4 separate regions of the Mus musculus genome follow, and regions 2, 3 and 4 are each linked to region 1. Evidence: chromatin contacts called from public HiCAR-type and HiChIP or PLAC-seq data. All regions are on one chromosome and are shown on one strand. The core of a region is the stretch at or near the end of the contact, and the rest is flanking DNA. Distances in the headings are between cores, read along the strand shown.

What was found. HiCAR-type assays count read pairs that join an accessible place to other places. HiChIP or PLAC-seq counts read pairs in DNA pulled down with a chosen protein or histone mark.
Region 2: a contact with region 1 is called in a HiCAR-type map of astrocytes, with 4 times the contacts expected there. The contact joins the enhancer-like site here to the promoter of Rab11fip5 in region 1. A contact is called at or near these places in 5 of 39 promoter capture datasets (the 3T3-L1 cell line, frontonasal cranial neural crest, hippocampal neurons and 1 more) and 5 of 115 datasets of contacts at active chromatin or transcription factors (astrocytes, differentiating embryonic stem cells, embryonic forebrain and 2 more).
Region 3: a HiCAR-type map of astrocytes shows a contact between it and region 1, with 4 times the contacts expected there. The contact joins the promoter of Zfp638 here to the promoter of Rab11fip5 in region 1. A contact is called at or near these places in 1 of 39 promoter capture datasets (cranial neural crest) and 4 of 115 datasets of contacts at active chromatin or transcription factors (astrocytes, embryonic stem cells and pancreatic cancer cells).
Region 4: a contact with region 1 is called in an H3K27ac HiChIP or PLAC-seq map of cardiomyocytes, with 4 times the contacts expected there. The contact joins the promoter of Dysf here to the promoter of Rab11fip5 in region 1. A contact is called at or near these places in 4 of 39 promoter capture datasets (the 3T3-L1 cell line, cranial neural crest, hippocampal neurons and 1 more) and 3 of 115 datasets of contacts at active chromatin or transcription factors (cardiomyocytes, pancreatic cancer cells and stem cell-derived neural progenitor cells).

What each region holds. Positions count from the first base shown.
Region 1 is chr6:85,373,213-85,376,434 of GRCm38.p6, reverse strand. Rab11fip5 (RAB11 family interacting protein 5 (class I)) reads left to right here and starts at 1,801. Exons shown (of 6, transcript NM_001003955.2): 1 at 1,801-2,337. The coding sequence starts at 1,907. 4933423K11Rik (a long non-coding RNA gene) reads right to left here and starts at 1,581. Exons shown (of 4, transcript XR_869208.2): 1 at 1,213-1,581.
Region 2 is chr6:84,083,021-84,086,098 of GRCm38.p6, reverse strand. Dysf (dysferlin) reads right to left here. Exons shown (of 55, transcript NM_021469.3): 15 at 2,315-2,383; 16 at 2,142-2,185. Among named protein-coding and RNA genes, the nearest start is that of Dysf, 65 kb to the right of the region's middle. Within about 2 kb of position 1,283, at least 20 of the 459 cell types and tissues checked have an H3K27ac peak or open chromatin away from gene starts, as enhancers often do. A contact at or near this core is called in astrocytes, where this site is marked.
Region 3 is chr6:83,912,551-83,915,852 of GRCm38.p6, reverse strand. It overlaps Zfp638 (zinc finger protein 638), which reads right to left and starts at 1,500. Exons shown (of 27, transcript NM_001355286.1): 1 at 1,374-1,500.
Region 4 is chr6:84,017,579-84,020,672 of GRCm38.p6, reverse strand. Dysf (dysferlin) reads right to left here and starts at 1,287. Exons shown (of 55, transcript NM_021469.3): 1 at 1,065-1,287. The coding sequence starts at 1,155.

The DNA of each region.
Region 1 (3,222 bases), core at 552-3,051:
TGTGCTACGGTGTACTTGTGGAGGTCTGAGAACAACTTGCTGGAATTAGCTCTCTCCTATCACGTGAGTCCTGAGGAGGATCGAACTCAAGTTGTCAGGTTTAGTGGCAATGAAGACACCTTGTTGCCTACTGTTTTGTTTTTGTCCTGAGTATATATGCATACATTATTAAAAAATATTCTAAGCCAGGCAGTGGTGATGCATGGCTTTAATCCCAACCCTTGGGAGGCAGAGGCAGGTGGATCTCTGTGAGTTCAAGGCCAGCCTGATTTACAAAGAGAGTTCCACAACATCCAAGGTTACACAGAGAGGCTCTGTCTTGAAAATTGAAAAAAAAAATCTAATTTAAGGGTAGGCTCTGAAAGTTAACAGAAAAAAGTAAAGGCTCACCATGTAGCCCAGGCTGGCCTTGAATTTGCCTTCAGAGTCCTGGGATTATAGGCTGTGCTACAACAGCTTCTTTGTTATGCATCTTAGGTAAATTTATCTAACCTATAATTCTGCCTTCTGGGAAACCAAATTCACATATAGGGTGGCTCTGAAGAATGAGTGAGGTCATGCACAGAAAGCTCATGAGTCAGTTGTTGGCCGACTCTTGCTGAAATTCAGCATCCATAATTATTAACCATTATCTTAATAATGAAACAAGTGTGCTGGCAGTTCTCAGAACACAACACACAGTAGGCAAGTATGAATGGATTTAGAGGTGGAAGATTAGTCCTGTGGTAGAATGCTTGTCTACTACCAACAAGGCCCTGTTTGCCTTGTTTGTATATAAGGCTAATGTTTTAGCTAGCCTGGAACTCACTATGTAGACCAGGCTGGTCTCAAACTCAAAAAGATCTTTCCTCCTCTGCCTCCCAAGTGGAAGTGCTGGGATTAAAGGTGAGCACTACTACACCTGGCCACACAAAAGTTTTAAAACCAGTGGGCACGCCTTTAATCCCAGCACTCAGTGGAGGCAGGAATTTAACAATTCGAGCCGTAATCTACATAGCAGGTTCCAGGAGAGCCAGAAGAGACTCCGTTTCCAAAAAAAAAAAAAAAAAAAAAAAAGGGAGTGGGGGAAAAATCAAAGCAGAAAAAGATTGTTTTAAGTCCCACTCCAGTGATTTCCCAGCGGCGGCTCTAGGTCATCACATATATGTAGAGAGTTGAAAATGGGAGCGCATGTGCGATTTAGGGGGTCTCTAGAGTAGGCATCTTATCTACCCTCAAATCCACGCCGAGCAGAATGGATCTTCGAAGCAGCGAGGGCTTTCAGGAGTACAGGAGCTTGCAGAAAACCCTGACACTGTCCAGGTAGAGCGCGGTGGATAGTTATGCAGAGAGGTTCGGCTCTCTAGCTTGGAGTCGCTGCCTAAACGGGGCGGGGCCATGGTGGTAACCACGCCCACCTCTCTGCAGAGGCTGCAAGCGGCCTTCGTCCCTAGCCCCCTCCATTTCTTCCTTTGCAGTTCCGCACTGTGCACAAGCGAATCCGGTCGTGATTAAGGCATGGCCAGATCTCAATCCTCTCCCCCAACACACGCAGAGGCCGCGCCCTTCTGCACCGGTCACCTTTTAGAAGAGCAGCGGGAGCTTGAGGTTCCCCCAGAGGGGCTGGGCCAGTGAGAAAGCCCCGCCCACATCTTTGCAGAGGCCGCGCCCCTCTCTGGGTTTCTTTAGCTCTTAGGCAGCTATATGCTGGTGGAACTGGGGGCGGGGCCTGGCCTGGGCCTAGGCGGGGCGTGACGTCGCGGGGCGGCCGGCCGCCCGGGAGGCGGGGCGGCGGGGAGGCGGCGGCCCGCTTGGCCCAGGCCAGCCCGCAGCTGCGGCGGTCGGTGCGCTGCAGGCGGCGCGGGGGAGCCGGCTCCTGACAGCATCCCGCGGCTGCCACGTCTGTCACTCTGTCCCAGGGTCCGCCATGGCTCTGGTGCGGGACCCTGAGCCGGCGGCCGGATCCTCCCGCTGGCTGCCCACGCATGTCCAGGTGACCGTGCTGCGGGCCAGCGGGTTGAGGGGCAAGAGCTCGGGCGCCGGCAGCACCAGCGACGCGTACACGGTGATCCAGGTGGGCCGAGAGAAGTACAGCACCTCGGTAGTGGAGAAGACGCAAGGCTGCCCGGAATGGTGCGAAGAGTGTTCGTTCGAGCTACCGCCTGGAGCCCTGGACGGCCTGCTGCGGGCACAGGAGGCAGATGCGGGCCCTGCGCCCTGGGCCTCCGGCCCCAACGCCGCCTGCGAGCTCGTGCTCACCACCATGCATCGCTCACTCATCGGCGTGGACAAGTTTCTGGGCCGGGCAACCGTAGCTCTGGACGAGGTCTTCCGCGCAGGCCGCGCCCAGCACACGCAGTGAGTCTGGGGCGCTGGGAGCAGGGACAAAAACGGTTGAAGGCCTAACCGGGCGGGGCTGGTTGGGACGTCTGGACCCGGTCCTCCCACTCAAGGACACAAACCCGTATACTGTTTGTTACTTCTCATTCAGCCTTCTGCCCTCCCCAATTCCCCCTGACTGTCTCCCCAGCAGCCTGGTGGGCCTGGAAGGCCTGATGGAGTTGGTGTAGTGACCAAGCGTTGGCAGTACATGGCCAAGGAAAGTTCGGAATGGGATTCTGAGGCTGTGGGAATTCAAGAAGGGAAATTTAAAGACTTCAGGGTCTGCCTTCTTTTCCTCAAAGAGGTGACTAGCCTGTAGGTAGTGGAGAGGAAGTCTCACCTTGTAGAAGCAGGAAGGTGAGGTGTTATCTTCCAAGGCAAGATTGAAGGGAGACACCCCAGCCTTCCCAGGGGTTACACAGGACACTTGGCCTTTGAACGTTCAGGGATACACCTCACCGTATAGACGTACTCTGTGACTCTGTCTTAGGGTACCAGGACTGAGAGCATTGGCCCACCTCGGAGTAAAGAAGGGTACATTTGAATCAGCTTGGGTCAGTGGGACAGTGGTTATAATGCCCTCAGTTCTCCGGATTATTTTCTCTAGAAAGGATAGGAAAAGTTCTTATTGTTTTGTTTTGTTTCGAGACAGGGTCTTTCTACGTAGCGCTGTCTGTCCTGGAACATGCTATGTAGACCTGGCTGCCTTTGAACTCAGAGATTCTACTGTCTCTGCCTCCCCAATGCTGGGTTCAAAGGCCAGAGACACCAAAGCCTGGGAAGGGTAGGAGGTTAAACATTTATTTTGTCAGAGTGTGTCCTTTGTAGGGTTAAGATCAAAACCTAAGATTTGTCTTTGCT
Region 2 (3,078 bases), core at 34-2,533, 1.3 Mb after region 1:
TTCCTTCCTCTTTGGATTTCCCAGGAAAGGGAGCAAGCTTAACGTTTGACATTTCCCCTGGGAAGAATGAGTAGCCTGGCAGCCCATGTCCAAGTCATGGTTTCTGGTAAGCCGTGTCATGAGAAAGCTTCCTGAGGGAGCGGTACCGAAGCCTGACATCCCACGTCTGACATCGCACACCCTTCTCTTGGTTGCCTCTTACAATGACAGGAATCGAACCCAGTGCCTCAAAGGCAAGAGCGCTGGAGGTATTTTTAAAACATTGTTAAGCTCGCTCCCTTAAAGGGAACCTGGCTTCTGACTTCTGGCCTTGTCTAAATAGAAAGGAGAGGAAGAGTGGGTGGGGTTTGTTGTTTCCATGGAGGTAGCTTCTATTGAGGAGGGATTTGGAAAGTTTGTTTGTTTTTCTGTTTTTTTGTTTTTTAAAACATCTATGTATGTTTGCATGAACAAGTTTATGATGTAGTTGCCCATAGAGGCAAAAGCAAAAACAAAAAACAAACAAACAAAAAAGGTGTTGAATCTTCTGGAATGGAGTTACAGACAATCATGAGTGGCACACAGTACTGGGACCTGAACCCTAATCCTTGGCAGGAGCAGTAAGCACTCTTAACCACGGAGCCATCTCTTCTGCCCTGAGGAAATTTTGTTTTTTAGTGAAAAAGGAATTCTTAAAGGCTTGAATGAAAGCTTAAGTTACAGAGCCACATGGACCGTGTCATATTTCTAAGATTCAGGTGACAGGAGACGCTCATTTGTGTGTTCTCAGAAGAAGGACTTTCTGGATAGAAACTTCCAGCAGTGGCATGCTTTCTGGCCAAGAGCTGGGTTTGGGGGTTTTAAGGCTTTTGGAAAACAGTGAGTCTCAAAATAGACTCACAATAAAAGTGCCACTTCAACCCAAGCCAGAGATGCAGCCACCAGATTCCGTAATGTGTTTGGATTGTACAGTATGCTGATAGCTTTGACACAGCTCCAAGGGAGTCAGGCCAGGCACAGCCACAATCCATGGGGCTAACCGCACCCACACACATCCACACAGATGTATGCACGCACACACATGCACACCGGGATGTCCCCGTCCACACAGCACAGTCATTTCCAGCTGACATGCAGAGACGGCTCAGGGAATGTAAAGTGTACCTTTCCACGAAACCGCTTCCCCTTCTCTGAGGCTCATACCAGCCGTGGCAGACCTCGGGACCTCTCCCTGGCCCCTGCCCACACTTCTCTCCCTCTAATTCTCTCAATCTGTTTTCTTTAGGCCCGGGGAACTGGCACACACTTTAATGGCTCTGTGGCCTGGGGTTTTTCCCCTGGTCTCTCATTATCCTCCTAGTTGGGGGTGCCGTGGGCCTGCAACCAAAGGAGAATGGCCAGGAGCCACATGACCAGCGCTTCTGGGGGCAGGAAAAGGACAACTTGCTCTCTGTGGAAAGCCTAGCATTTCGGAGCTCACAGAGCTTGGGCCCTGTTGTCCCCTCAAGTGTGAGAAAGGCCGCCACATCACTGCTGCTGTGAGAGACAGCAAGGCCAGGCAGAGAGTACCAGCTCCAGCTGCCATTCACGTTGGTCCTCTGAACTGTCACTGAGGGCAGGTCATTTGCTCTTTCCTGTCTCCTCTGTGAAGTAGTACCATGCCACCTTGTCAAGGGTCAGATAAACCCATACATGTGGAAAGTGCTCATTGGACACAGCCCTGGCCTACAAGTTGGTGTTCACCAGGTGGTAAGAGTCTAAGACACCCACAGGCTACTGTCCTGACCTGCTTGACACCTGCAATGGTAACTTCTGTTCGGGAAATATAACCCCCATTTCCAGCTGGTGGAGGGGATCTCTTCCATTCTGTCCCACGGGACACAGCAGCTGGCTTAGCTTCAATACCCTGCATTTACCCTTACCAATGACTTATCAGAGCAACTCCTCAGGAAGCCTCCAGAGATGGGCTCCTCACTGCCCCTGGCTGTGGCCTCTTCATCTTCTGCCAGTACAGCAACCCAGCTCCAGGTTGCCCCATAACTGCCCACAGCCCTCATATCCTGCCTTGATACATGCACCCTCTGTCACAGCGGCAGCCCCGGTGCACAAAACAACAGGCCCGAGGACCCCTGAAGACACCCCTTCAAGGACCCAGAACTCACCAGTCCATGACACGAATCCTCATTTTTTCACACATAGAGGGAAACTGGGGAAGAAAAGGGAGCTAGGTGAGAACAGAATCTTAGAAGAAAGCCACGCCCTTGCTAAGCGGAAGTCGGGGTGCCAGCAGGACTCAGGGACCTCGACTTGCTGAGTCCTCCAAAGGACCACTCACCATCGCAGGCAAGGTGATGTTCTGGTTCCACTGAGGGTTAGCTGTCTTCTCCAGGATCTTGCTGCAGAGCTAGGAGACACAAAGGATTGGGGCATGGAACTCTATGTGGAATCCGAGCTTTGTGGCAACCCAGAAGTCATCCCTCTGTCACACTGGCTGCTCTTAGAGCTGGCCCTGAAACCCTAGGTCTCTTGGCCATGCAGGGCAAGCTCAGGTGCAGGGAGTCTCTGCAGAGACAAGGCTCAATGGAAAATAAGATTCAGAATGGGGTAGCTGGTGCAAATGCCACAGCCCCATTACCCTAAATCCACAGCTCTAGACAGAGACATGCCAACCCTACCTCCCATTGAGGCCCAGGCCCACAAACCAGCACCCATGTAAAATTCAGTGGAGATACAAACCCCACATGGCACTGGGAGGGGAGGTACACATCAGTAGACCACTCACCCAATGTGAACAAGACCCTACATTCAATTCCCAGTAGGTCAAAAGAATGGATGGGAGGGAGGGAGGGAGGGAGGGAGGGAGGGAGGGAGGGAGGGAGGGAGGGAGGGAAGGAAGAACAGGGGGAAGAAGAGTGGGAAAAGGAAGGAAGGGAGGGAAGGAAGAAAAGAAAGAGGGAAGGAAGGAAGGAAGGAAGGAAGGAAGGAAGGAAGGAAGGAAGGAAGGAAGGAAGGGAGGGAGGGAGGAAGAAAGGAAGGAAGGGAGGGAGGAAGAAAGGAAGGAAGGAAGGAAGGAAGGAAGGAAGGAAGGAAGGAAGGAAG
Region 3 (3,302 bases), core at 251-2,750, 1.5 Mb after region 1:
GAAAACTACAACGTATTCAATGTACAAGGTTATGTATGTGTCATGAACACATTTGAAAACCAGCTAATCAAAACAAATGAAGGAGATTTTTGTAATTTCTTTCAACTGTTTTATCTTTACCCATTGGTTCCTACACAAATGATAAGGCGGGGAATGGTCTAGCATATTTTAGTATATTACATTTTGGATTCTACAAATATGAAAGTACACATTACAGAATATGGAAATATAAAAGTCAAAATTTGTAAAGCAGCTTGAGCCCACTAAATCTTAAGTGTATAATCATTAATAACATTTTGAAAAAATGTAATAAACAACTTTATTTTTCTGTGTTAACAGCTTTACATTAATTTTTCTTGTAATCTTTTTCCAGTCTGTCATTTTAAATTTCTAAAATTAAGCAGTAAACACAACTCCCCTGAAAAACAAGTTAACCCATCATACACAAAATGAAGAGAGGGAGAATTTTATGTGAGAGTGAACAATTTCCAAACTGGTTAGGAAAGATTGACTCCACATGGTCGGGTGGATCCTGGTAAGAAGCTTTTCTTCAGAACTTTTCACATTGAGTGCGCCTTCCAGAATTCCCAAACTGCCAAAGGGTAATTTTAATATTAAATAGCTCGAGGCTACAATCACTGTCAAGCTCAAAGATTTTGTAATACTGAGACTCCCTCATAGGCAATTACTTCAAACAACAAAGGACGTCTGGCACATCCTCGGGGATGAGAGTCGGTGTACAGACCTCTCCGCTCTTCCCCAAGCTAGGAACCACACCAACACAAGCATGTATCCCCACATCAGTGTTCACGACTCCTCTAAGAATGTGGAAGTGTCACCGCCATTTTCGACGACATCCCAGGGCCGACAATCTCGGCTTCGGTGCTCACTGGGGCGCTTGGCCCACAACAGCCCGCACACCCCGCTCCCAGCCCCCTGCAAGGAAGCTCTTCCAGCCCGACTAAGGGCGCACGCGGCCCGCGGGGCTCCGAAAGGCGCTCGGGCACGCGGCGGTCTTCCCGCTAGCTGTCAGGCCTGGGGAGCGGCAGACCCGCGGCGCTGGGGAAGGGGCAGCCGGACTCCCCGAGGGCGCCGCCCGCTCCTCCTCAGAGCAGCAGCATCCGGCGGCTGCGCCCACGGGCACTGCGGCGCGACGGCGCGGTCGGCGAGTGGCGAGGGGAAACAGGCCACGGCCGAGGCCCACCCGGGGTCCCTCAGCTCCACCCGCCCCGCCGCCGCCATCTTGTACGCAGCGGCTGCGACACATACAATAGTCGACCGCGACCTGGCAGGGACCGCTCGGGGCCTGCGCTAAGGACCTCTGCCTTCCAGTCCCCGGCTCCCCGCAAGGCAGCGGCCCTACCTATGCCTACCGACTAACAGCTGGATCCCATCCGTGCCCCACACAGTTTAGCACTCGGCCTCCAGTCACCGCGATGAAGCAGCTACCGCCTCCATGGGACTACACGCATGCGCATCTTCGCCTAAAGCCCTCGTCCGCTCACTGCGCCTGCGTGCCTCAGGCTCCGCGTTCTCCAGAGACGCTGTCGGGGGACAAGGCCGCCCTCTGCCAGAAGGGGGCGATCGCCAGCTATGGCTGGTCCTACACCTGCAGCGGTCTGGGTAACATCACTCAAGATTTTAGAACCTGCAAACCATCCCTCTTCTCTTCCATGAAGCCTTCTCTGATTACTATTCCCTCAGTATCACAACGTAACATTCACTTATTAACATATTCTCGCTTTTACTGCTCACTCCCATCGCCCCCTTTTTAAAGAAAAGGTCTGGAACTTTGAACTCACATAGATCCCACCTGCTTCTGCCTTCCAACTGTTGGAATTATAAGTGTGTGCCTCCACACCCAAGTACGTTGTAGCTGTCTTCAGGCACCCCAGATTAGGAATGGTTGTGAGTCACCATGTAGTTGCTGGGATTTGAACTCGTGAGCTTCAGAATAGCAGTCAGTGCTCCTAACCACTGAGCCATCTCTCCAGCCCTTATCTCCCACCTCTTAAATGGGAAATTACACCGTGCAGTGTTGGTACAGGCCTTTAATCTCAGCACTTGACAGGCAAGATGCAGGCAGAAATCTGGGAAAGAAGCCAGCCTGGTCTACAGAAGATGTTCCAGGACAACCAAAGCTACACATCCCTGTCTCAAACAACACAAAATAGATAGAATAATAAAATGGGAAATTAGAAAGGAATAAAAGTTAAGGGCTGAACTGATTGATGGCTCAGCTGTTAAGAGCACTAGCTGCTCTTCCAGAGGTCCTGAGTTCAATTTCCAGCAACCACATGGTGGCTCACAACCATCTGTAATGGGATCTGATGACTGCTTCTGGTGTGTCTGAAGACAGCTACAGTGTACTCATATACATAAAATAAATAAATAATTCTAAAAAAAAAGTTTAAGTCAAAAGACTAATATTGAAAAATTTTTATATCATTTCAGAATTCAAAAAATAAACTACCTGAGTGGTGAACATCTATAATCCTGATTGATTTTACCCATGAAAAAGATTGGGCTAAAATTTTTTTAACTGTTTTCTTCAATGTTCTATCTTTTTAAATTGACTCAGTTATGCCAATATAAGCTAGTTCAAAAAAATTAAAGGACTGCAGGACAGTGGTGAACTGCCTTTAATCCCAGCACCTGGGAGGCAGAGGCAGGTGGATTTCTGAGTTCGAGGCCAGCCTGGTCTAGAGTGAGTTCCAGGACAGCCAGGGCTACACAGAGAAACCCTGTCTTGAAAAAAAAAACAAAAAACAAAAAAAAACAAAACAAAAAAAACAAACAAACAAACAAAAAAACAAGAAATTACAAATTAAAAAAAATAAAAATTAAAGAACCATCCTCCTCGGTGAAATTTTTAGGAGTCCAGTGGTGTGGAGCAAGCAGAGATATTCCTTCCAAGGTGAAAGGTAAGTTACTGTACCTGGATCCTCCCACCATCCAGAAAGAAGCACAACGTTTAATGGGTCTATATGGACTCTGGAATGAACTACAATCCAGAAAGGAGTTGTAATGCTGCAGCTGTCCACTTCTTGGTGGTGCAGGTATAATGTTCAGGACTGCCAGTAAGCCAGGTCCTAGACTTCTCTCCCTCAGTCAACAGATCATAGGGAACCCCCCATAAGGCTTTAGGTACACGCTTGGCAGCAGACAGCTAGCTCAATTGGTCCAGTCTCGAGGATTGTTCCAGCCAGAGCTTCAGTTATGCTCTGCACTTTCCCATCACATAGGGATTGACAGCAAATGATAAAGCTAGCTTTCCCAGAACTTGGCCCATATCTCAATTT
Region 4 (3,094 bases), core at 38-2,537, 1.4 Mb after region 1:
AAAGTTTCCTGACATCAGGAACACCCTGGCAAGCCTGACCAGTGAAACACCAGGGAGGCCTAGGATGTTTCAAATCACACTTTGCAAAAGAATCAGCCGGATAGTCACCCGCGACCACCCGAGACCAAGAACAAACACGTGATCTGGAGCTCAGCTCAGTCCCTGTCTCTCATATTATTTGGGGGTGGGGCTGCATGTAAAGTGGACAAACCCTTGGAATCCTGATGTCCCCACTGTTGTCACAAAGGTTAACACTTTTGTGACAAGCCGTGCCTCAGTTTCTCTACACGCTGCTCTCCTTTTTAAATATATTTTCCGCAGAGCCCCGGGGTACAGCTCCTGGTGAGAGGAAGCCCTCTCTCCTCTCCTTATTTATCTCTCTCTGCAGAACTGGGGTCCTGACTCACCACTATTGTCCCTTCTCTCATTTTGACAGGTCCTTCCTCTTCCCTTTCCCCTCCTGAGACACCCCTCCCTTGGGAATCTGCCTGAAGCCATAGTGAAAGGGCCAGATATGTGGAGGAAGAAGTAGTCTCAGCAGAGAAACCCTTTCTGGTCTAAGCAGCACAAGACTTAGCAACTTGAATTTGGAAAGCATCCCACATCCCAGACACTCCTCAGACTTCCTGCGACAAAGCCACATCCATAGTATTCAGTTCCTCTTCCTTCTGGTTGAGATTTGGCCATTCAAACGGACAGTGTTCAGTCAGATTCATGGATAGATGGATGGGACGGTAACTTTCAAAGAGCACTATTAAAACGCTCACAAACCAGTTCAGTTATGTGGTGGCCCTGATTACACCGCTACCCTCTGCGTCTTCCAACCCACCCTGTGCCCACTATCCAGCCTTTCTTCCTTCTGAGTACTGTCTTGGGAAAGTAATAACTCCTGGCCTAGAACAGTACTTCCAGTTTTCCTAAACTCTGTAACATTTGCTGTTTCCTTGCTGTCAGTCCTGGGGCGGGATTCCTGGTCTGATCTGGGCCCACAGACCCCAAAGCTAGATGCAGAGAAACAAACGGATGGTACCCAAGCCTGAATGAAGTGGCTTCAGGACTCTCACCTCGAAAAATCAGGCTGGCAACTGGATCGCTGCGCCGGTCCTTCTTCACATTGGGGAGGTTGCTGGCCCTTGCCAGCAAGCAACAGAGCATGGCTCCGCAGCCCAGGCGCGTGGGACGGAGAGGGAGTAGGAGCTTAGGACTCAGTCACTACTGCCCTGCCAGAGTTCAGATCCAGGATGGCTATGCCAAGAGAGCAGTTGATTCTGCTGCGCCTCCGCGGAGACTTGGTCAGCTTAGAATGCGAGGCTGCGCGTGGGATAAGGTACACCCAGGGGGCGGATCCTTCCTTCCATCCCGGCCTGGGTCCGCCCTCAGGGCGGTGGCCAAGGAGGAGCAAGGAATTACTCTGGACCAGGCACTGGTGCCTTGTTCTGAGGGTCTCCAGAGAAGGAAACGCTGCTGCGAGGTACTGGATGAGTGGCTGGCAAGAACAGGGCAGGGTTGTTGCCTGGGGTAGCGCGGGTCCAAAGAGTCTCGCAGTAAACGCCGAATAAGTGCGCACTGTGTGCCCAGTGACCCAGGCACAACTGCTAGTGAGCTGCCACGGAAATCTCCTGGCGACACCTAGAGTTGTTGAGGTCTAACTCAAATCACACTACGTTCCCAGTCGCTGCCCATTCGATTTCCTGCAGTTCTCCACTGCAACAATCTTTGCACTCTTCACCCTCCAAGGTTGAGAAAGTTGCTAAAGTCACGACCCTTAAGTCATTCCAGTCCTGAGCACGCATCTGTGTGTTGTCTGATCCTGTAACAGCTTAGGAAGATCCTTCCCAACAGCACCCAAGCTTCTCTTCCCCACCTCCACCCCCACACACTCCAGCAGGTAAATGGGGGTGGGGCGGGGGCATGGTCCCGGCCCTTTTCATTTTGAGGGACACAACACTTTCAGAGGGGATATCCTGCTCGTGCCCTCCACACCTGCTCCCTGTATGACTTGGCAGGGCAGACAACCAACTCTGCTTATGTGGATGCTTAGCGGTCAGACAGCGATTCTCAAGTTGCCCAGTCTCCCTCTCTCTTGACAGCACACACATGTGGGAACCACACCACTCAGCCTAAACGCCAACCACACGCTCTTTTTGCATTACCTTTTGAAAGAGCCTCCAAACTCTATTTCCATTTCCTCCTCTACTCTCCTGAACTATTCAGTCATGCTTTCAAATCTTAACACACCACCAAAAAGAGCCTATGGGCTCTGCTTGAAAATATGGCCAAAGAAGAAAAAGAAGAGGCGGGGGGAGGAGGAAGGGGAGGAGGAGGAGGAGGAAACAAAAAGATCCTGATGGAGCAGGTTCTCCATAAATAATTATTTTTAAAAGAAATGTAAACCATTTGGTGGCACACACCTTTAATCCCAGCACTTAGGAGGCAGAGGCAGGCAGATCTCTGTGACTTCAAGGCCAGCCTGCTCTACAGAGTAAGTTCCAGAACAGCCAAAACTACAGAGAAATCCTATCTTGGGGAAAAAAAAAAAGCGCCAGGCCAGCACCCTTTGGGTTCTGATGCGCTGTTCACTCTGACTGGAGTGCTGTCTCTTGCTCTTCCTTTGCAGATCCACTCTAGGATCAGGGTGGCCTTGAGCACTGGACCTTGGACTTTGGATCTTCTTACCACCCCTTCCTCAGTGCTGGGATTATAGGCATACACCAAAGTGCCCACTTTATGCAATCTGGAGCTCAAACTAGGAAAGTGTTCTATCAATTGAGCCACATGGCACCTTCCCGGACCCCAAGACTCCCTTGCATGTTGCTTTTCAGCAGCAATAGCTAGGTAATGTCTACACCGTATCTCTTTCCCACATTTCCATTAGAATATTGGGCAGTCTCTAAGAAACTAGGGGAGCTTTGCTTAGCTACTGTAACCTTCGTAGTACCTGAAACAGGGTTCTGCACATGGCATGGGGCTGTCTATAAATGTCTTCTAAACAGTTCACTAAGAGGTCATTGAACTCCACACTCCTCATTGGTCAGCTCTAGCTGGTGATGCCACATCAGACAACACAGACAGCAGATGGCAGCAGCTGCAACTC